2 separate regions of the Oryctolagus cuniculus genome follow, and region 1 is linked to region 2. A link is a contact called in public Micro-C data. All regions are on one chromosome and are shown on one strand. The core of a region is the stretch at or near the end of the contact, and the rest is flanking DNA. Distances in the headings are between cores, read along the strand shown.

What was found. A called contact is a pair of places that touch in the nucleus more often than the background predicts.
Region 1: a contact with region 2 is called in a Micro-C map of ear pinna, with 9 times the contacts expected there. The contact joins the promoter of FBXL14 here to the promoter of WNK1 in region 2. A contact is called at or near these places in 2 of 6 Hi-C or Micro-C datasets (ear pinna and an unstated tissue).

What each region holds. Positions count from the first base shown.
Region 1 is chr9:99,426,227-99,430,918 of mOryCun1.1, reverse strand. FBXL14 (F-box and leucine rich repeat protein 14) reads left to right here and starts at 1,598. Exons shown (of 1, transcript XM_008259812.4): 1 at 1,598-4,692. The coding sequence starts at 2,422. The coding sequence ends at 3,624. All of the region lies in intron 1 of WNT5B (Wnt family member 5B), which reads right to left.
Region 2 is chr9:98,556,025-98,560,564 of mOryCun1.1, reverse strand. It overlaps WNK1 (WNK lysine deficient protein kinase 1), which reads right to left and starts at 2,257. Exons shown (of 28, transcript XM_008259848.4): 1 at 467-2,257. The coding sequence starts at 1,231.

The DNA.
Region 1 (4,692 bases), core at 349-2,848, 870 kb before region 2:
GCCGTAATGGCCAGAGCTGCACTGATCTGAAGCCAGGAGCTTCTTCTGGGTCTCCCATTCAGGTACAGGGGCCTATGGACTTGGACCATCCTCTACTGCTTTCCCAGGCCACAGCAGAGAGCTGGATCAGAAGTGGCACAGCCGGGACTCGAACTGGCACCCATATGGGATGCTGGCACTGCAAGCGGCAGCTTTACCTGCTACGCCAACAGCACCAGCCCCAGCAATCATTTCAAAATCTTGTTCAGGTCCACAAATAATGACAGGCAGGTGCTTGTCATAGAGGTTAAGTGCTGCTTGGGAAACCTGCAGCCCGTATTAGAGTCCCTGGGTTTGAAACCAAGCTCCACTTTTGATTGCAGCTTCCTGCTAATATGCACCCCTGCCACCAACCTGGGAGACCAAGATTAGGTTCCTGGCTCCTGCCTGGCACTGCCCTGGCTGTTGTGGGCATTTGGGGGTGTGAGCCAGCAGATGGTAGATCTTTCTCTTTCAAATAAATAAAATCAAAATTATTAAAAACTGAATCCACAAACCCATTTTACTTTCCTGATGGATAAATCTGGTTGTCTTTTATCTGGTTGTGTGGCTTCATGAATCAAAATGCAGCCATTACTTTTCTGACTCAAAACCTTTTGGCTTAGGGATAGTGAAAATGAAACTCTGAACTTCTCTGAGTGTGCACGTGGGATGCAGGGGCCGCACTCGGAGCATTGCCCTGGTCTCCCCCCCCCCCCCGAGTTTATAAACTGACAGACAACTATCTAAACCATTCCAGGAGTCATTCTGCTGCTGCTGAAGAGAGCAAATTTGCACCTCTACACTCCAGTGTACTGACATGAATACACGTGGGCCACAGGATGTGTGATCCAGCAGTCGATGAGAAGAAAAAGCCCAAGAAAGGCTTAGAGAGGGCTGCTGCCTTCTACCATCAGAGCAGGCTGAGGGCCCAGCTGTTCCGCAGCGAGGCACGGAAGTGGTCCAAGTTCTGATGTCAAAAGGCCCGACGGAAGCCTGCCTGGCACTGTCTGGAAACAACCATAAGATGCTAGGGGGAAGTTGCCATGAATAATTCTAGAAAATTCTAGAATGGGAACTGAAGTGGGGCCAGTGCTAAACTAAGATGAGTAAAACAGAGTTTCTCCCCCAATTTAAGGGTCGAGACTGGAGCAAAACGAAGCCCCACTGTGGGGAGCTGGGGGAGTGATAACAGTGTTAAGGGTCATCAGGGGCAGCAAAAAGAAGGAAGGAGACTTGGGTGATGATTACCCAGTATTCTATGGGGGCGAGTCTCGCAAGGATGATACAGGAGAAGGGCTGAAGTAAGGGTCAGGAATCCTAGAGATAAGTGAAGGGGGCGTTGGACCGCCAGCAGGAAGAAAAAGAGGAAGAGGGCTGGGGCGTGGCCGGCGAAGCGACGCCTCAGCCTCGGGCTGCGGGCCACGAGGAGGAGGGCGGGGACGCGCTCTGCTGACAGCGGCTTTCCAGCGGCGCCTACAGGGTTAAAAGTCAGGGGCGGCGGGACCGGGAGAACTCGGTTTCCAGGGCAACGGCGCCGACAGTTCCGGCAGCGCAGGCTCGTACCACTGCGCGGCGCGCGCGGGGGAGCCGCAGCGAGGAGGAGACGCGCGAAGGCGCAGTCTGGCGAGCGGCCTGTCCCGGACGCTACCAACCGCGCCGCCCGCCGGCTTGCCCCCGGGTCTGCGCCGGGCCGCGCTCCGGCCGCGGCGGCCGCGGCGTCCTCGGTGCCGGAGCCGGCGGCTGCCAACTGCCTGCGGACGGCGGGGGGCGGGGGCGAGGGGGAAGGGACGTGCGCCCGGTGGCCCGGATTGGCCTCCTGGTCCCCCCGCCTGGGCGGCTGAGTGCGGGCGGCCCGGAGCTGGGAGGTTTGAAAAGCGGGCGAGAGACAAAGGCAGCAGGAAGCCTCCTCGGCGCCCGGAGCCCGTGCGCCCGGCCCCGGGGGCCCCTCGCCGGCCCGCCGGCCCCGCACAGCAGCGGCGCGGCGCGGCGGCGGCGGCGGAGGATGCGGCAGGGGGCGTGGGAGCGGCGGCCGAGCGGCGCGGCCCGAGCGCGGCGTGGTTAGACTCGCGGCGGTGGTGGTGGCGGCGGCGGCGGGGCTCGGGAGTGAGTGCGCGGCGCTTTCCCCGCCCGGGATGTGAGCGCCGAGCAGAGCCCGGGGCGGGGGGAGGGCAGGGAGGCGAGGCCGGCAGGAAGGAAGGAAGGACGGACGGACCAGGAGGAGGAGCGGCGGCGGCGGCCGGAGCCGGAAGGCGGGGAGGGGCCGTCCGTTGGGCCCGAGGCGGCGGCGGCGGCGGCCGGGGCGAACCTCTCGCGTCGGCTCCCCGGGGCAGGAGCAGCAGCAGTAGCGGCGGCGGGGCCCGCGCCTCCTCCCCCCAGCGCCGCGGAGGGGGGAGGAGGAAGATGGAGACCCACATCTCGTGCTTGTTTCCCGAGCTGCTGGCCATGATCTTCGGCTACCTGGACGTCCGGGACAAGGGGCGCGCGGCGCAGGTGTGCACGGCCTGGCGGGACGCCGCCTACCACAAGTCAGTGTGGCGGGGGGTGGAGGCCAAGCTGCACCTGCGCCGGGCCAACCCGTCGCTGTTCCCCAGCCTGCAGGCCCGGGGCATCCGCCGCGTGCAGATCCTGAGCCTCCGCCGCAGCCTCAGCTACGTGATCCAGGGCATGGCCAACATCGAGAGCCTTAACCTGAGCGGCTGCTACAACCTCACTGACAACGGGCTGGGCCACGCGTTCGTGCAGGAGATCGGCTCCCTGCGCGCCCTCAATCTGAGTCTCTGCAAGCAGATCACCGACAGCAGCCTGGGCCGCATAGCCCAGTACCTCAAGGGCCTGGAGGTGCTGGAGCTGGGGGGCTGCAGCAACATCACCAACACCGGCCTTCTGCTCATCGCCTGGGGGCTGCAGCGCCTCAAGACCCTCAACCTGCGCAGCTGCCGCCACCTCTCGGACGTGGGCATCGGGCACTTGGCCGGCATGACGCGCAGCGCGGCCGAGGGCTGCCTGGGCCTGGAGCAGCTCACGCTGCAGGACTGCCAGAAGCTCACGGATCTTTCTCTAAAGCACATCTCTCGCGGACTGACGGGCCTGAGACTCCTCAACCTCAGCTTCTGCGGGGGCATCTCTGACGCCGGCCTTCTGCACCTGTCGCACATGGGCAGCCTGCGCAGCCTCAACCTGCGCTCCTGTGACAACATCAGTGACACGGGCATCATGCATCTGGCCATGGGCAGCCTGCGCCTCTCAGGGCTGGATGTGTCGTTCTGTGACAAGGTAGGGGACCAGAGTCTGGCTTACATAGCCCAGGGGCTGGACGGCCTCAAGTCCCTCTCCCTCTGCTCCTGCCACATCAGTGACGATGGCATCAACCGCATGGTGCGGCAGATGCACGGGCTGCGCACGCTCAACATTGGACAGTGTGTGCGCATCACGGACAAGGGCTTGGAGCTGATAGCTGAGCACCTGAGCCAGCTCACTGGCATAGACCTGTACGGCTGCACCCGAATCACCAAGCGCGGCCTGGAGCGAATCACGCAGCTTCCCTGCCTCAAGGTACTCAACCTGGGACTCTGGCAGATGACGGACAGTGAGAAGGTCAGGTGAGGGCGGCAGCACCGGCTCCCCTGGCCTCCCCCCACCCCAGGCACGTGCATACACAGGTCTTTGCAGTGGATGAGGTGGGGCCCTCCCCACCTGCAGCCCGTTCCGTTCCTTTCGCTTCCAGGACTACCGCCTGGGCCCTCCTCCCCTCTTCCTCATCCCTGCGGGGGAGCGGTGGACTCGGCTGCTTACCCACCCTGCCGCCGCAGGGCCGCAGGACTGACTACTGTATCCCGCCGCGCCTGGGGCTGGGTAGGGAGAAGGGCCAGTCCTTTCGACCCTGGGGAGTTGGGGACAATGTTTGCCTTCACTGAAGCTTTCGTTGGAAAACTGTGATCTGGTTTTTATTTTGAAATGTATAAAGAGCAAACCCAACTACAACAGCCTTTTCACCCTTCGCCCACTCGGTACCCAAACCCCAGTCTCTTCTCATCGCTTCTCTTTCACAGCGCTCTGCTACTCACGCTCCCTGCATGCTCACGTTCCTTTCTTTAAAAATTTTTGGAAGAAATTTGAAATCATGGTCCTTTCTTTCTGCTCAATACATTCTATCCATTATATATATAAATTATATATATATACACACACACGCACGTCTGGCTACCTCGTTTTAGTTTACTTTTTTCTCTGAAGCCCTGGAATTCTACAAGAGCGAGATTCTGAGACTGAAACATTCGTGTGCCTAGACTGGAAAGATGCCCGCTGGGTTTGTACACCTCTTTTTGTTTTGGCTTCTTCCCAACCTCCATCCATCCAGGGTGTACCACTTCCACATTCTGGCCATCATCTTCCCTTTCCTCCTTGTCCACTGGGATATGAGGACCCAACCGTGTTTTTAAATCTTGACTTAATTTATAGCACAAATGTGTGGGAGAAATGAGTCGAACTGCTTTTTTTGTTTGAGATGCAGATTGTGTCTTGCAAATGATGATTATATATGCAAATTCTGCCCTCCCCTCACTCTTCCATGTTTCCCACAAAGAGGTCAAGGGGAGGCTTTCCTGTTGGGAGCCTGCACCCTTCATGTGATGGGGAGGAGACTGGGCACTCCTGTCTTGTCTGTGCTCTGTT
Region 2 (4,540 bases), core at 1,008-3,507:
CCAAGCACGACATGTCCAAAGGAACAGTTGGTTCTTAAAGAGAACGGCCTGACTCAGGGACGGAACACGGCTGCTAACACAGGGGCAGCTCAGCACCGCAGCCTCTCCTGAGACCGAAATGCACCAGAGCAAGACACGACTCTGTACTTTCCTAACTCAAAAACTTCCCCCACCATCTCCAAGCTTCCTGCCCGACACGAGGCCATTAACCAGGAGACAATTTGTTTACACTACGGATACCTCCCCCACCCCCTGCCCAGGAGCAAATCCCTCTGGCTACCAATCATTCTGACCCAGTGCCGACGCTGAGGTAAATGCACTCTCCTAACGTAAACTGCTTTCAAAGTTGGCCTCCCCCTCCCACTCGGAGAGTGACACCAAAGGGGGTGAACTCGGTAAACTGTCTTAACCGAGGCAAACTGGGGCTGCACACGACCGTAAGCTGAAGCAGGAGGTGGGGCTTTACCTGCAGTTCACACCAGGCGACCTCCACGGTGGTTTCAGTGTCCAGCCCTTTGTAGACCGTCTTAAAGGATCCTCTGCCGATTTCGATGTCAAACTTGAGAAAGCGGCCATCGTTGGACATGCCCACGGCCTTGGTCTCCAGCTCTTCGATGTCATCCTGTTGCTGGCTCCGTTCCTCCGGGGCCTCTTTGGCGCTGCCGCCGCCACTGCCACTTCCACTTCTCGCCGGCGGTGGCTCCTCTTTGCTCCCCGCAAGGCTGGGCTGGGAAACTGGCCGGTCTTTGCTGGCACTGCTGGGGGCAGTCGAGGCGGCGGGGCCAGCGACGGCTTGTTCCCCAGGGGCAGCGGCGGCTGGAGGCTGCTGGGCCACCTGGGAGGCGGTGGTGGCGGTCAAGGTCTCCTCCCGGGGCGGCTCGGGTGGCGCGCTCTGCGGAACAACCGCGGGGACGCTGGGCTGGGGGAGCGGCAGAGGGAGGCCGGGCAGCTCCAACGCAGTGGCGTTGGAGTCGCAGATGACGCTCCGGCGGAAGAAGCGGTGTTCAGTGGTGGTGGTGGTCGCGGCCGCGCCGCGACTGTCCTTGTCCATAGTGTGGCGGCGGCGCCGGTACTCCTCGGTCCTGCCAGCTGCAGCGTCGGTCGCCGCGGCGCCCAGCTTCTCCCCCACGGAGGAATCGGAGCTGGAGCCATTCTTGGGGGCAGGCGCCGGCGGCGAGAGGAACAGGGAGCTCGGGGTGCTGCTCTGCTTCTCTGCGGCGCCGCCAGACATGGTGGGTCCGCGGGCGCGAGCTCGGATTTGTGAATGAAAAGAGGGTGAAGGGCCGCCCCGCGGGAGCCGCGAAGGTCCGCAGGGCACCGCTCTCTCGGGGCGGGTTCGCAGCGGCCCGGACGACTCTCAGTCAGCAACGACCGGACGCCACGAAGGCGAGGCGGGACACGGGGCCCGGTTTCGGCGGCTGCTGCTGCGGCTCACGAGGCGGGCTCGTCGGTGGGCGATTCGGCAGCGGAGCCACGGGGGTTAGCGCTGCACGGTCCGCATCCATCCTGCGGCGAGCGGCGGCCGGGAAGGCTGTGGCAGCAGAGGCGCCGCAGTCATGAGGGGCAGGGCACCGGGCCGGCAGCGAGTCGAAGCGGATGCGGCGGATGCGGCGGCGGCGGCTCAGCTCCCACCGTCGCCGCTCGCCGAGCAGGGCGGGCTAGGCCCTGAGGGCGGCGGCACGGCGCGGAAGGGACGAGCTCCGACGCCCAGGCGGTGGCAGCCTCAGGGCAGGAGTGGGAGGGGCCGAGGACGGCGAGGGAGGGCCGCCGCCCCGGGGCTCCCGGTCACTCCGGCGGTCGCCTCCTTTCACACGCGCCCCCAGTCAGGGGACCGGTCTCACAGGGCGCCCATCGCCCGAATGGGAAGGGCCAAAGCCGCGAAGCCTCGGAGCCTGAGGAGCGGGCCCCCCCTTCCCCAAGGCCTCCCTGCCCGCCCCGGGCCTGGCAAACCCCCGTCTCCTTCCCGGGCCGGGGCCGGGGGCTGAGGAGGGAGGGAACGGTGGGGAGGGGAGGGCCGCTCACCGCGGGCCCGGGCTCCGCTGCTTCTCTGGGCCGAGAGGAGAGGAGACCGAGAGGACTGGGTGAAGGGGGATGGGGAGAGAAGAGAGCAGTCACCCCACCAGGCGCCTTCTGTCACCGAAGACGGGGGTGCGGGGTGGCCGACGGAGAAGAGCCGCGTCCGCCGGGGAAACTCTCCGCGCTAAATGGCGCCGGGAGTCTGAAGCCTCCACACAGCCCGCTCCGACCCCGCCCCCCGCCGCCCGGGGCAGCCCCACCCCCACCGCGCGCGGGGGGCTCTCGCGCAGGCGCGCCAGGACCGAGGCGTCCTAGGACTTGTAGTTTGCGAATTGTAGGGCTTAACGGGGCGGAGTGAAGTGGAGCCTACGACTTCCGTGATGCCCTGCGGCCGCTTTAGCCCAATGCCTCTTGGGAGTTGTAGTTTTCTTCGGAAACCGCCCCTTCTGGAAGGCCGATGGGAGCGTCATCGTGGGTCGCTCAAACCCCATCCCGAAGTCAGCGCTAGCTAGGAAAATTATTATTTAGAGATTTATTGTGGAAAAGGGCAAGGAAGAAAAAAAAGAAAGAAAAAGAAAGAGGGAGGGAGAATGAGAGGAGAGACTCCCATCATGCTCTGCTAAGGCAAGAGGGCTCTTAGGGTTGCCATGCAATGAAAAATGATCTTTAATGGAGAGAGCCGCTGCAGTGTTGAGTGACTGTGGGGGCGTTGGGGTGGAGGGGAAGTGCAAAGCAAGATAACCCGAGCTCGAGTCCAGAGTGTTGGAGGAGCCAACGACTCCTAACGTAGGATTAAAGAAACTTTGTAAAGATGGTACAGGAGGTTAATATCGATTACGTGACTGGAGAAGGAGACAGGGAGATTTATCTTGCATCCTCTTTCCCTCCATGACAATTAAGGCCACATTTCTCGGCGCTACCAGTCCCAAGCCCGTTCGCAAAAATGAACTACTGTACTGAAATCCAGGATCATCATGAACTCTCTTCACGTTGCCAGAAAACCAGTGAAAGGGGCGTGGGGCTGGAGTGGGAAGGAGGATGATTCGGGCAAAGATAAAATCCGCACATCGTTGCGTGTTTGACCACAAACTTGAGGTCTGAGTTGACTTCTGCCTTTGTAGTTGACTGAAACGTGTTTTCAGTCTGGCTCTGTTAAAACATCGCCATCCTCTTCCTCTAGACCCGCGTGTATGCGCGCGTGTGATTCACACAAAGGCTCTGCACCCAGGAAGCCCGGGGCCACACAGAAGTTGCCAGTAATGGAACGCTTTTCTTGAAAGCATCCTTGTGCTCCCTGGACCCCTCTGCTCTCTGCGACTGCCCAGGATGGTACAGGTGGTGAGCACCAGGGGGCACCAGACAGAGCAGGAAGCCCGCCTCGGGAGCCAGATGGCAGTTGAAAGTCTTCGCCCGACGGGTAAGAGCGGGAAGCGCTCAAACGTGCGCAACCGCAACCGAGCGTCCCGGCGCGGCTGGCCTCCCCGGCGCCCGCTGCGGGACGGGCCCAGAAGCGCGCGCCGCCGCCGGGGAGCCCCCCGAGAGCGCGGCTCGGAGGCGCCCTGGCGGAAGGCGCTTCGGCGCCGCGCGTTGGTGAGCGCTGCGCTGGGGGAAGTCTTGTCCCTGCCTGTCGTGTGCCTTGGTCTGGCAGCAAGATAGCTAACGCTGTTTTTCTTATTTTGCTTCTCCAAAGAAACTGCACTTTCTGCTTTACGAAGACGTTTGTTTCAAGCCAGTCCTTGTTAGGTTTCTTGAAGCTGGCGGGTTATGAACATTTTAGAAAACAAATTCAGTAGAGGCAACTAGAGGGCTGCAACAACAGTGTTCCGTTGTTTGAGAACTCGTGCCTTTCATTCCTCAGCTGAGGTAATGGTTGCATTTCACTATGGTGAATGTAATTAATGGTTTATCTCCCGTTCTGAGCTTAGTGTGAACAAGGGACAAAGGGACTGTCAAGTACATTTTTATTGGACTTCTTGAGGGTGCTTAGAACTTGCTTTCCTACCAGAAAATTGTCTGCTTTTAAACTAAAGGCAACTAGTAATAAACTAGTGAATTAAAAAGAGTGCAGTCAATCGCCATATTCACTTTTTGGCTGCATAAAAATTTGTGGATATTTCTGTTTGGATAAGTTATTAAAGGATTTCACTGTTGCACTCCAACTTAGGCTTGAACACAGGTGCCTTGACAATCACCACACCCTATGGACATGCCTTTTCAACCACGAACAACTAAATTCATTGTAAATAATTAAATTAAGTGTTGACTTAAAACCGCACTTGTCCATGTGACAGCTTTTCCTACTTGTGTAATGTTAGCTTCAGTATGAAAACATACAATTTTAAGATGAGTATAATCATATTGTATACGACGGTTAGACTTAAAGGTTTTACTGTTTAGTGAGTATTTTACTACAAACAATTTACCCAGTTCTCTTTTTATTGCTAACCAACCTCCCAGTAACATGATATCTTCCCTTACCCAGTCTGTAATCTCTAATAGCTACTCTTCCTCTCTGTCATTTTAA